2 separate regions of the Capsicum annuum genome follow, and region 2 is linked to region 1. A link is a contact called in public Hi-C data. All regions are on one chromosome and are shown on one strand. The core of a region is the stretch at or near the end of the contact, and the rest is flanking DNA. Distances in the headings are between cores, read along the strand shown.

Region 1 (7,051 bases), core at 4,164-6,663:
GAGTTGCTGCTATTAATTTTGAGTTTCCTATGTTAAAAATTCACTTGATAATGCACAGATTTATGGTTAATCTTAGTTGGGTTTTCTGATTTCAAGTGTATAATGTAGTACATTTGGGTCTTAAGAAAATTAGATCTCCTTATAATATTTCCTCATTGATGCAATATCTTTGATGCAATATCTTGTTTCGAGTCCAAACTCTTGCATAATATTATCTTTTCTCTGTATTAATTAAATTTTTGCATAAAAAATTGAATATACATACATATATATATATATATATATATATATATATATATATATATATATTCGCGTATAGAGAATTAATACAAGAATTTACGTCTCACCTTTACTGATGTGGGATAAAATCATACTGTGTACTAGCTTTGAACATTTGTAGAAGTGTCTTTTAAGGACGACGGTGTTTCAAATTAGGTGGTGCCTACATTTATAATTTATGCATTGTTATTCATATTCATTGCGTAGTTGTCTTGATATTGCAATTCAATGTGTTTGTTGAAAAGTCCTTGCATAATTATTTTAGCATAATTAACACGAAAAGCTAATGATCTCTAAACGTCATTATTCTAGTTTCCTGTATAGTAGTCCTAAGCTAGGATAAAAGGAGATTGGCAACCAATAAAGAAAAATAATGTAAATACGACCTAATTCAGAATCTAACAACTTTCATTTATTCATCTAGAACTAGTACTTTGAGATTTCATTATAATTGATAGATATCTAAATTGGTGTCTGCCCGAGTCCATCTTTGGCATGAAACATTTGAGAACACAATTTGTTCAGAAGCTCGTCTCTAGAAATACTTGTGATAGCTTAAACTTGTAGTGAAGACCACAGGCCACCAGCAAACCTATCAATACTTCATAGTTCCAGTTGCAAAAGAACTTCCCCATTTAATTCAGTGCCAGAAATCTTCAGAAAAAGGGCATCATTCGACTGCTTCCTTACAAAAAAATTTTAGTAGTATTAAAAAAAAAAACATGTATACTTGCGGACAACACTTAAAAATAATAAAAAGTAAATATCAATTTGAGACATGGAATAAGCCTTATAACCACCGTAGTCCAAGATCTAAACTACTTAAAAGTGAAAAATGTGAAATTAGGCTGACACCTCTAGGACAAAATCCTGGCTACAGCTATTTCACTTGCACTGCTAACCTAATCTATACACATTACATCTCCATCATCTAGGAGGCATTCATTGGAGTCAAGGGTATTTCCAGCAGTAGATTGCAGTTCCTGGAAAAAGCATTCCAACTGTTCAAGAGTAAACCAGCCTTCTGTCATCTGTGAAACAGCACCAAATTACGAAAAACATCCCATTATAACGAGGATTAAACAATTTCTTGATATGTATAAGGAATGGAACTTTCAAGATGATGGCACACAAGTATCAGAGAGAGGAACTCACAAAGTAAGGGTAGCCCTTCGAAATGCTAAAATCTTCTGGAGCACTCTCTAAGAAGAGGTTTATATAGTACAAAACAAAATTGCCACAGTCTTCATCATTTCTCTGCTGCGGAACCTGAAACTTCTCATATTAGCATGCATTGCAAAAGACTGAGATTAGATAATGACACAACATATTATCACCTTGGGAATCATTAGAGGGATTTTCATGATCTGGTCCTTTGTTTCTGGCCTCTGCTCTGCCTTGAATAGGTCTATAACAAATCTGCAACAGGAACACTGCTATCTTAATGACTTATCATTTCAAAGTAAGCCCAGAATGGAACAGGAGGCTGAGAAAAAGAAATACTTTCTGATCCCAGGTTCAAATCTCTCAGGGCTTGCCATGTGCAAAGAATCAAGTAACAACATACAAGGACTTCTTGCTTTAGATTGTAAACTTTCACCAAGGTTACAAAAGATCAGGAGACTCCAGTGACTCCTGGCAATGTGGGAACTAAGTTTATAGAAAACATCTAAAATGTAGAATTCTACATCAGCTAGTACATAAGAAGAAGTACTTACCAGAGAACAATTGGAACAAAAATGTACTTCTTTGAGAATATCTTCTTTTTCGTAATCCAGTTCAACACCTTAGCTTTGTGAGAACGTTCCGAGTACAAGGAGAACCACAAGCTGTCAAGGTATGTAAATGCGTTTCTCCTATCTTCTGGATGCCATTTCCATATGCTCCTATATAAACCCCAAAAGTGAGTATTCAGAGGAAGTGATAAATTTTGGTGTTCCAACATTCTGTTTGGTTCTATAAAGAGGAGGAGATGGTAAAGGAGAGAAAGTTCATTGGTCGTATTCATCATTTAACTCGGGCTATTTGAAACAGATGGAAAGGAAGTAAATATGATTCATCCTTTCTGTCAAATCTTGGAGGGACACTGACCTCTCTACATTTCGTGTAACCCAGTAAGAGAAGCATCCAACATCTACGTTGCTCGGACTCTTCACTTTCGGTGCCGCTCCCTTGTCGACACGACATGGGTGTGGGTGTTGGATTTGTACCCGATCTAGTCAACCGATTTTGGGTACTTTGATCAAAATCAAAGAGACATTCCGGACAGATTCAATGAAAAGGAGTGATCGATTTTGGGTATTTTGAAGAAAATGGAATACCTGTATATAGAAATTTCTCTGTCTCTCCTTTTCCTTTTATCTCCTAGGATTCTCCTCTTGATCAATATTTTCTCCTCAAGTTTTCCACATGATATCTCATGATTTAGGTTTTATAACTATACTTTCTGATATTTGAATTATTTTTATCCGAATCCCCATACCCGTATCCATACTTGCATCCGTATCCCCGAATCTTAAAAATTGGATTATGAAGGATCTGCCCTCTAGATCCACCCCTATATCAAACACCTGGACCCGAGTCCAAGCAACTTTGTCCTGCATTCACATAGGATCCGGGGAAGGGCCACACCATGAGGGTGTCATGTAGGCGCCTAACAGGATGCAAGCATCAATGGATAATTCTAAGGCTCGAAGCCGTGACCTATAGGTCACACGGAGACAATGTTACCATTGCTCCAAGGCTTCCCTTCACCAACCTCTCTACATTTACTTCTCTCTTCCTTTGTTTTTTTGATTAAGTGAGTGGTATCATTTACTTCTCTTTATCTTTTACATCCTTACCAAACAAGAGAAATAACTTTTTGAACTTCTAATTTTACTTACCCTCCTCCAACCGGTCCTCACCCCAATCAAACAGCGTTAGATTACAACATTTAACAGGAAAAAGATAAAGCAATAAAAACTTACTCCAAGTAAAGCTCAAATTTCGATGAGCCTAACCCCTTTTGACTGTTGTTCCTCCTTGATTGACCATGAGAACGAGAAGCACGCTGTGGGATAACTTCAGAATCCGTTGTATCAGCTGTTATCTTACTTTTCCGTCTTTTTCGCGAATCTGGTTGTGGTTTTAACTGCGAACAACAAGAAGCTTGCTGTGGGAGAGCTTCAGAATGGCTTGTATCAGCTGTCATCTTATTTTTTTGCGTTGGTGGACGTGATCGTGTTCTGAAATGTGACCAACTTGGGAATTCTGTATTAACCCTTTCCTGATCAGTCGCTGAGATGGAAAATTGAGCAATCAGCTTTGCAACTTTGAAATAACTAGCATAATGTTTATTTCCATGTTCTGGGAGGGGGAAGCAAGATTGTTCCCTCCCACTCTCTTTCTCTCTGATCAGACAAAGCTAGATTTCATTCAATATGCGTCCAGGGGATTGAGTACAAAAAAGTAATTAGCTCCTGTACATCCTTAAATCTTGTCTTCTTTCTTTTAAGGTCAGATACTCCTATTTAAAAACACAATGTTGTTTCCAAGTCTTACAAATCCCAATATGGAATAACTGAGTAAACAGCTATGTGACCTTCAAGGTTAGAATAGACAATATCATTGGTCAGCAGCTTAATCATTGTTCTGACACCAATTGAAGATGTAAAGCCTGTCACATCACTGAACCCTACAAACGAACATCCCCTCTGTGTAGAAGCTGCAAGGTTGAAATAAAGTTTCTAATCTTGGAAGTGGTTTGTTATCTTATAAAGCGGTTACATTATTTTGATCTGTTATATCTCAGCCCTCGGGTGATTTGTTCTTATGTGAAAAAAAGCATTTTATAAAAGCGAAGTCAACACAAGGTAGGAATGTGTCAAGAATTCACAGGGGCGTAAGTAAAGTGCAAAATTAAAATTATAAGGACTAGAAATGTACCTTACCCCATAACAACATAGAATCTTACACCAGAGATTGTGATTTAACCCTCATTAGATAAACTCATTTTGTCCCAAACTTAAATCAAATGTAGGTCTTACGTAAGTGCCGATCTGAATTTGAAGAAAATTACTTTTATATCAAATCAAATAGACAACGCTAAGTTTATAAATGTTTATTCCAATAATCTTTCGAGATACAGATACACAAGTCAGCAAGCTGATCAAACATTATCTAACATTGCAGGTTATTAGTAGTACCAGAAGTTTGTAGTCCCCTCTCTGATTTTTGGCATCGACGAACATCTTTGGACAATGAGCAGTTTTGATTGAAGCTGCTCATCTTTTCAGGTACATTGATGCCTTTTAGGTTTTGATCTGCAGGAATATGTATGTTGTCTTGCTGATGTTTGGCAATTTCAGGGCCAGAAGATTCTACAACAAAACAAGAAATAACGTCCCCAATAAACTTTGTGATTTCATACTAAAAATGAAACATACTACAAAGGACACTCTCAAAACTTGACGGCTTATTCTTCAATAAAAGTTCATAGCATAAACGCCCAAAATGATCTGGGGAACACCTAGATATGAATTATGAATCTTCATAGCACCATAATACTTTTTTTTTTTTTTGAAAAGATAAAGGCTTATTTAAGTAACCAGTGAAGTTGCTGTCATGTGACCACAGGTTCAAGCCGTGAAAACAGACTCTCACAGAAACACAAGGTAAGAACCGGGTACAATAGACCCTTGTAATCCAGTCCTTCCTCGGACCCCTGTATATCAGAGCTTTAGTGCACCGGCTGCCTTTTTTTTTTTTTTAAAGGTAAGGTTTATTGACTATGTACAAGAAGGTATCAAAACCAAAAATAACACCAAAATACAGTTAGCAAAGTCCACATAAATTCGACTACAATGTCACAACTTGCAAAGCCCTAGTTTTGTTCGCCGTATAAAGTGAAAAGGAAATTCAATTTAAAAACTTGTGAGCAACTGAATGAAGGATATAGCATACAATTATATATAAAATTTGGAAGATGAATTTGAGTACCTGGAGGATTATGAAGGGCAAGGGGGTTGTTAATGCTCTTCATCCTCACTCCACGCTTGCGTTTTGACATTCTTCTCAACCCAAGATGACGAAATATCTTTTTCCTGTCTTAATTGAACAAATTGTACACTTAAACATGAAATTAATTATTTTTTTCTACTCTACTCTCAATAATAGTATTACAAACACTAGATAAAATTGGTAACATTCACCAAATTAAAGGGTAAAACATAATTAAAAAATTTAATTAAGTTAATTGTATATTTAATTAATATTTTCAAAACTTTTTAATTTTTTAAAAATATAAATCAACCCACACCTCTTTCCTTTTTAAATCAACCGCTTCTCTTCTCTCTCGACAGTTTCTCTCTCAAACTTCTCCCAACCAACAGTTCTGCAAAATTTTTCCTTCAATTCTCGACGACTTTAAGCTCTGGAGACAAATAGTTTCGAGTTCCTTTTCAACTTTCAACCGCCAATCGACGTGATAACATTCTTCGGCGATAACAACTTCGAGTTCTTCATCGTTCCTTTTCAACTATCACAGGTAAAAAATTAGGGCCTTTTAGTTATGAAGAAAAAGAGAAACTTGAGTTAACTTCTCATCTAGTATGGGTTAATAATTCAATATTTATTTTTAACTTCTCTTCTGATATGGGTTAACAATTCAATTTTTGTTGCTTAAATTTGAAATGAGCACTCAATAATACCCTAATTTGTGACATTTTTTCTCTCCTCTTTTCGAAGTGAAATATAATTTTTTGTTGTTGTTGTAATTCTTGTAGTCAAACATTGTTGTAAAAATAGCAAGAGTTAAATTTTAAAATTTTTTGGAGACGTCTATTAAATCTAAAAACAACTGTTGATTTAATTTGTTGGTGTTTGTTGTATTTTTTTGAAGTTTTTTATTGTTTGTGATTGTACAACGAGATATTTGTTGTTCTTGTAGGTTAATGTTGATGTTCTTGGTGTGTGTGTTTTATGCTGGTGTTCTGGGTTGATTTGTTGTTTGTGGGTTGTTGTTGGTCTTGGTAAAATGGTGTATTGATAAATGGTGATATTGTTGTTGTTCAATTGAATAAATCTTACTATTAGTTTGTTTTTTCAACAGCTAAAACATCTATTGCAACAAGTGGAACATCTATTGGATGAAATCCTAACAATTATTCCAATAGATGACATGTCCAAGACTTTGATTTCTTGCAACAAATGGGTCATCTGTTGCAACAGATGACCCATCTGTTGGAAGAGATCTAAACAATATTAACAGTTTGATTTCTTCCAACAGATCACTCATCTGTTGCAACAGATGAATGATATGTGAATTCCACACTCCTTAGAAGATATTTCAACTCACATTATCATTTAAGCAATGGCCAAGAAACACCTTAAATATTCAAGGTAAGACTAGAACCATTATTCAAGCATATGGAGATCCAAAATTAGTCATTTGGTAGTATGGAATGTTAGACAATCATTAATTCCTCAAGTAACTCCTAGCTCATAGTCAAGTTAAAACCTCCCTTACAGATTGATTTATTATTCATCTGTTGCAACAAATGAGTGATCTATTGGAAGAAACCACAATAATGTTGAAGCTGTTTTTATTGTTTCCAACAGATCACCTATCAGTTGCAACATATGAGCTATCTGTTGCAATAGATCACTCATCTATTGCAACAGATGAGTGATTTATTGAAATTGTTATTTTACTATGTTGTACTTGTTAGATTTACTGTCATCCATTTATAATGCTGCATTAATCAATTATAATAATTTTTATTTTCCTCTT
Region 2 (6,495 bases), core at 113-2,612, 280 kb after region 1:
CAAAGTAAAAAAAAAATTGATAAAAAAACAAAAATAGGAAAAAAAAAATATGAGAAAGGAAAAAATAAGAAAATGAAAAAATTTAAAAAAAGGATAAAAAAAAAAAAGGAATAGAAGAGTCAGGAACATAAATCTTTATAAATAAAAGTAGCATGAATTAAGGCACGGTTACTTTCCTTATTTAACTCTAACTAATAGGAGTTAAAATAGGAACTACTATTCAATTTGTATATTTATTTATATAGCAACATTTTTATTTTACTTAAATACTAAATATTACTTGCTATTTTTCGTAATTATGAAATAGTTGTTATAAAAGTTATAATTAAAGTTGTTAAGTTGCTACTTTTGAAATTTTTCCTTTATGATATCAATAGGTCCATATATTTATATAGGGGTCTTTCGAAAATATATTAACTTATTATCTTATCGAAATTAGTGATTGTTTTCACTGGCCCAAGTCAGAACCGAAGAAAATATTATCTTAAAGAGTTTACAAATGGATTCCACTTCATAGGTACCGTTCACCTCACGTGAAGGCTCGCTCAGAACACGTACCAAGCTTTTATTAGAAAGGAACAGAACAAAGAGGAGTGCTCCACTCCGAAAGAGAAGGAACGGAAAGAGCAGGCGGCAGAGAAAGAGACAAGGAGGAAGAAGGGGGCACTACGGGAAGAGCATCCAAGACGCGCTAAGGCAAAGGCATAGAGCTCAAACACAGGCTTAGTAAGCACAGATTCCCTAGAAGAAAATATTATCTTAAAGAGTTTATTAATTCACACAGTATGAATTTAGGAAGATTTTACTGTAGTACAATATTTCACAATGCTGGAATTTCTATCATAGTTCAAAGAGGTACTTATGCCTTTTCTTTTTAAAAAAAAAATAATATTCATTTTCATTAGGTAAACAAACTGGAGTATTTGCATTTCGTATAATGTCAATGGCTATTTTTAAAAGAATTGATCCTCCCATTGTGTTATATTAATTGGGTAATGAGAATTATTTTATTGTTATTTAAGTTCAAAAACTTGTGAAAAGTAAAAAAAAGAAATACATTTTTAATTCATCAACGTGATATATAGGTGTGAAGCACGTACACTAGACTATTTTAAAGACGAAGACTCATCGACTTGAAAGTTCTAATTCTACGTCGTACTTCATACGCTAGTCCTGTACTGATTTACTACAATACACAGTGTAACCTGCACCAAAATTTAACCATCAAAAGCCAGAATAACCAACTCTAACATCGTTTAGAGATGTGATGGGGGTTCCCAAAAATTTTCTTTGTTTCAGCTTTTCACCTTTTATGTCTCCGTTGGAAAATATTTTCTTTCATTCTTCCATGTTGTAGCAAAATTACCAAGCTCGTGATATCAAATCCTCAACCTGCTGGCTGACGATGGAGGTGCTAAACCGCTAGAGCAAGTCCCACTTGTCCAACGTGACTAACCTATTTCACTTTCATTTGGGAGCACATTTCACAATCAAAGTCATACGATTGAAAAAGAATATGAGAAAGGGGATGCCTAATGTGGAACTTTCGAATCCAACTTCAAGAGATTTGATTTTGTAGTTCATTACGAGAGGTAGTTTTAGTGATGTGACCATTATAAGAGGAGATTACTAAAAAATAACACACGAAATCCGTAAATTAAACATAGGAGATCATATTTCATCAACTTCATGGCTAAATCAAGATTTGCTTCCTTTTAGAATTTCATAATGGAAGAGAACAGTAGTAATAAGGCAAGCAATAGTAGTAGATACAATAAATATGTATATGTTTCCCTATGAAGTGCTAACTACTCTGTATGACATTCCTCTATAAGCGCAAAAAGATAAAGAGAAGCAGCAAACCACTATTCAAATACCATATGCATTTGTTACCTGCTGCTTCCTTTTCACTTTTTAGGAGCAGGCTTCGCAAATGAAAAGTCATCTTCATTCCCAGAGGATTCTTCATTTTGAGGAACATGCACTTGAAGTTCAGAGTCATCATCAATAACTTGTGTAGCTGAGTGGTCCTCTGCACGGATTATCGGTGTAGTTGGATCATTCTCGAGGTCAGATGCTTCTAGATCATCGTAGCCATTGAAACGTGTTGAGTGACCAGTTGTTTTAAACCGATGAAGTTTGGAACCAACCGCGTGCAGAGGCGAACCCACAGAGGACCTCGGACTTCCATTGCCTAGTGCCCGTGGGGATTTGTCGCCCTTAGCTCCCTGCTTCTTCTTCACGGCCATATGCCACTTCTTTAATGCCTTTGAGGTTTGTTCATCAAAAATGGATTTCTTCATATTGGAGCCCATCTGCAGGATCCCATCATGACACATTACCATTAGGCCTATTTCCCCATGTAAAATACAGCAAGTTATGGCTAAAACACTAAAAGGTTCATGTATAATATTATTTTATATAACATTGAATTGAGATGATCCTAAACAGAGTGAGATGAACAGTGTGGATCTATGTAACCAACCCCAACTTGCTTGGGATTGAGGCGTAGTAGTTGTTATTGTTGTGCCAAAAAGTTCATGTAGTTTCCTATGGCATATTTTTCGTCCTGCGTTTGACTGCAATATATTTGCTTGTATCCTAGCGAAGAGCTTGGCTAAAGCAAAATGGTGCGAAGAGAACCTACATACATTTATGTTCTCAATCTGGGGATGGGATATTTTTGTAAAAGTACCTGAGTTATAAGGGCATAGAGTGGAAGAGTGATATAACTGCATAAGAATAACACTCCCACCCTGTAATGAGACAGCAAAGCAGATTCAGTAGAGTAAGCTTCGTCTGAAGTTCTGAAAACATATACAATCCATCCAATAAAGTGACTTTTTGTTGCAAGTAACATACCCCAAAGCGATCTTCACAATGACAAAACCGAACTTGTCATGGAAGCAAGATTTTAGGCCATACTCATACTGCAAAATATGTAATCAACATTTCAACCAATAGTTTCATGGTTCAAAGAGCTGAATATCTTCAGAAGTTTAGTTGAAATATTACCCATATCCATAAGAAATATGTTATTTGGAACGCATTCTGTCAAGTTGAAATAACAGTTTAGCATTAGATACACATAAAAAAGAAATTTTTGTAAGCCGTGGCAAAAAAATAGATGGAGACGAGAATTGCAAGAAGTAGATAGAGATTCAGATAAAGCAAACTATTATAATCCAAACCTAAGCTCCTTTTTATTTACAAGCACAATTCTTCAATCTAAAATGCAACCAGAAGCACACAAGAATCAGCGTTGACTTTGCAATGACGTTTATCTCTCGCAAGTCATTCACAAAAGCAGACTAAAGATAATCATCTTTTGGTACAAGTTTCTGGCTTTTGCATTTTGTTCCATTTAAAGGTTGTAATGAGGTTTAAGCTTCTCTAAAACTAATGGTCTTTAATGTGACTGATAACATTTTCACCTGTAAGCTTAGACAACTTCTAGCAATACAATTGATTATGGCACAATGGACCAGCAAAGTTGAACATGATATATATTCGAGTTGTCTACTTTGCTAATAATACTTTATGACATTTATCTGAGTGGGACATGTAGTACCTGAAATAAGGCAAAGTGGATGAGGTGAAGAACCAACTGAGGTCGTCCAAACCAAAAATATTTGTCTGAGCCTTGTACAAGAGGGATCCCTTGGACTACGGCATGTCTCTCTGAGATGTCAAGAGCCATTCTTGTCAACACTGCCTGAAGCTTCGTTCCGACAGCTAAAATGATCTGAGAATAATTAATTATCAGATTTCATGCACTGAAATTACGAAGGTGGACAAGGAACAAGAACCTTACAATCAAAGGAATTAAGGATGCCCAGAACAATGCATGCCACCCTGAAATGTATCTAATGTTTCAGAAATATATAAATATGTCCAGCGAAGAACTTGATTAGTGAAAGTAAAATGGAACAAATAAAATTATTGCCCAAATATATTCCATCACAAAATATGACTTACCACTAACATTTAGGAGCAAGAAAACCACAAATGATACCCATAAAACTGGACTGCCAGTAGAAAAAATTAAGTCAGTCAGCGTGATATAGGTAGCACACGAACACACGTACAGCACATGTTTGTTAGGGAAGATTGAGATACCTGACACCAACAACTACCTTGAAGTCATCCTCTAATGATCTTTTGATATACTTTTGGAAGTTAAATTTACTTCCAGGAGCCAAATGAACCTGTACAAGAAGCATTGTGTATTACTTCTATGGGAAACAGAAGAAAAGTATCACCAAAAAAAATAATAATAATAAATTTGAAGAACTAAAGAAGAAAGGAAACTCACACTGATAAAACCATTGCGTAGGGTCAAGTAATCTGACTTATTGACAGACCTGAAAAATTGTCTGAAGAAACATCCCTGGAAGAAAAAAATTGCCATATTCAATACCCTTCTCACCATGGATGTGCTGAAGAATGACCCAATTTTATGGACAATAAAAAATAACAACATTTCATATCAGTATCTTACAATGTAAAAGAAGATTGGAATGCTGGTCCAGAAACTGGTATGTGCTTTGACGAATGACGTCTCATGAGTCAGCCTAAATCTTGAAGGATCTAAAAGTTACACGTAAGATATGGTCAATTCCCAATGCAAAGAAATGAGGACAATGAACATAGTTTACAAGCAACTCAGAAAATTCCACCATTTGCAGATCAAACTATGACATACCATTTGAAAACTCATAGTTATGGGTTGAAGTCTCTTGTTCCCATCCTTTCCAGCCACGAATCTGAAGAACATATTTTCAAGCATTAGACATTCTATGTTTCTAAAATCTAAAATGGAGAGTAACGAATATCAAGAACGAAAAAAAAATATTGACCATGACCAGTCCCTCTAGACTGACTCTCAAATTCATTTTTATAAAGTTCTTAACCGAGTATCCAGAGTTCCAATCTTTCTGAATATTGTGGAGGGCCGGTTTTCATTCCCAGTAACAAATTCGAATCTTGGTATCTGGTCAATGATCCTAAAGTCTTTGTTATTTTCTGATGGCCGAGAAATCCATCTGGGGCCAACCTTTTAGGATCAACTGCAGCCCCCAAAACTCGGGAATTCTACTCCTCTCTACTTAAATACCAAGCTTAGTTCACAGGGTGCAGGGCTCGAACCTGAAACCTAAGTCACAAGTCCCTCAACTTTTTCCTTGATACAACCTAAGCCACAAGTTCAGGAACCTTTGCCACTTGAACAGCCCTGGGCGTGATCCAAAATCTACCATCTAGCTGAAGAGATCTTAGGCAAATCACCAATCCAGTATCCACCAAATCAACCTTTTCTAATGTGCCAAGACCATTTTAGCAAGCAGAGAAGGTTCATCAAGAGAGAACATATCTGATTTATCATCCAAAATAAAAAAAAGGCAAACCAAAAGAATAATAAGTTGGCTCAAACACAGAAGACATTTATCTTCAATTGCTTTTTCACCACATTTATATTCACTGAAAAAAGAAAAAACTGACTCTGTCATTTTACCCTAAAAAAACCCAATGATGCTTATAGCGATGGGTTAGTCAACAACATATCCTATGAAGCATAAGAGCATAGTGTTGATCAACATTAAAAATATCATTAGCCTTTGGCATTGCAGTTTTTACGTTATACCAGTAGGATATTGAACATTTGTCGAAATTTGATAGATTATCTGAATTCTTTGAAGGGCTCAAGGTATGGATGGACTAGAGAATCTACAAAATAAGATAGAGTCCCGCTGGAATTTCTGTTTATACTCCAAAAAGTGCCACACAAATAGCACAGCAGTTCAAGTATAATGCAAGAATTATGGAAAGTATACTTTGAATTACCTTAAGTTTTCCCAGCCACATAGTAACAGCACTGTATACCACATGAAGGACCGCCAGAAAGAATATAAGGATGTGTATTTGATGCAGTGCGTCGACAGAAATGAGAGAGACATGTCCCTGTTATGTAACTCAAATTAGTTTAATCAAGGGCAGACCAACAAGATGTAATTTAGTACACTCGGAGGAAGTACTACACGAAGATCCAAAACAGGTACACCTCAAGGTACCTATTTAGTAGTTGGGCTAACTGTAACCGAAGCAAGACTTGTATGGGATGTATCAAGTTTTTATATAATGGCATCCTCGATCAGTAAGTAAGAAACTTTAGCAATCATAGCACAACTCCAGCATAAGATAATGCTGGTGTTACTGATAGAATGGCAACTCGAAATTACAATTTCACGAAACTACTTAAACATTACTGCATCAGATGCTTTCTGATTAACTAACAGCTACCAGGACATTTAAAGGACAGATAAATGCTCATTCTGTTGAAGATTATAGCTGAGTTACAAAGCCTTCCACATTAATATAGCAAGTACTATTTTTAACATGTCCCTTGTGCAGAGACAAGCAGAATATCTGTCAGGTTAATCTTCTACAGGTTTGGTAAACCACTAATTCTTGAGCGAGAAATACATATTCACACCAAAT

The links. Hi-C and Micro-C count contacts between places; a contact is called where the count stands out from the background.
Region 2: a contact with region 1 is called in a Hi-C map of leaf, with 4 times the contacts expected there. The contact joins the enhancer-like site here to the promoter of LOC107858477 in region 1. A contact is called at or near these places in 2 of 5 Hi-C or Micro-C datasets (leaf and placenta).

What each region holds. Positions count from the first base shown.
Region 1 is chr2:6,055,481-6,062,531 of UCD10Xv1.1, forward strand. It overlaps LOC107858477, which reads right to left and starts at 5,414. Exons shown (of 8, transcript XM_016703141.2): 1 at 5,260-5,414; 2 at 4,467-4,640; 3 at 3,249-3,558; 4 at 1,998-2,165; 5 at 1,783-1,911; 6 at 1,617-1,698; 7 at 1,435-1,548; 8 at 1,007-1,310. The coding sequence starts at 5,329. The coding sequence ends at 1,182. It overlaps LOC107858476 (eukaryotic translation initiation factor 6-2), which reads left to right. Exons shown (of 8, transcript XM_016703139.2): 8 at 1-164.
Region 2 is chr2:6,344,384-6,350,878 of UCD10Xv1.1, forward strand. LOC107858478 (MLO-like protein 10) reads right to left here. Exons shown (of 15, transcript XM_016703142.2): 4 at 5,842-5,958; 5 at 4,706-4,766; 6 at 4,502-4,590; 7 at 4,316-4,390; 8 at 4,120-4,208; 9 at 3,979-4,028; 10 at 3,815-3,855; 11 at 3,572-3,745; 12 at 3,016-3,051; 13 at 2,863-2,930; 14 at 2,696-2,756; 15 at 1,654-2,315. The coding sequence ends at 1,908. Among protein-coding and RNA genes, the nearest start is that of LOC107858478, 6.4 kb to the right of the region's middle. Within about 2 kb of position 1,363, at least 3 of the 5 cell types and tissues checked have an H3K27ac peak or open chromatin away from gene starts, as enhancers often do. A contact at or near this core is called in leaf, where this site is marked.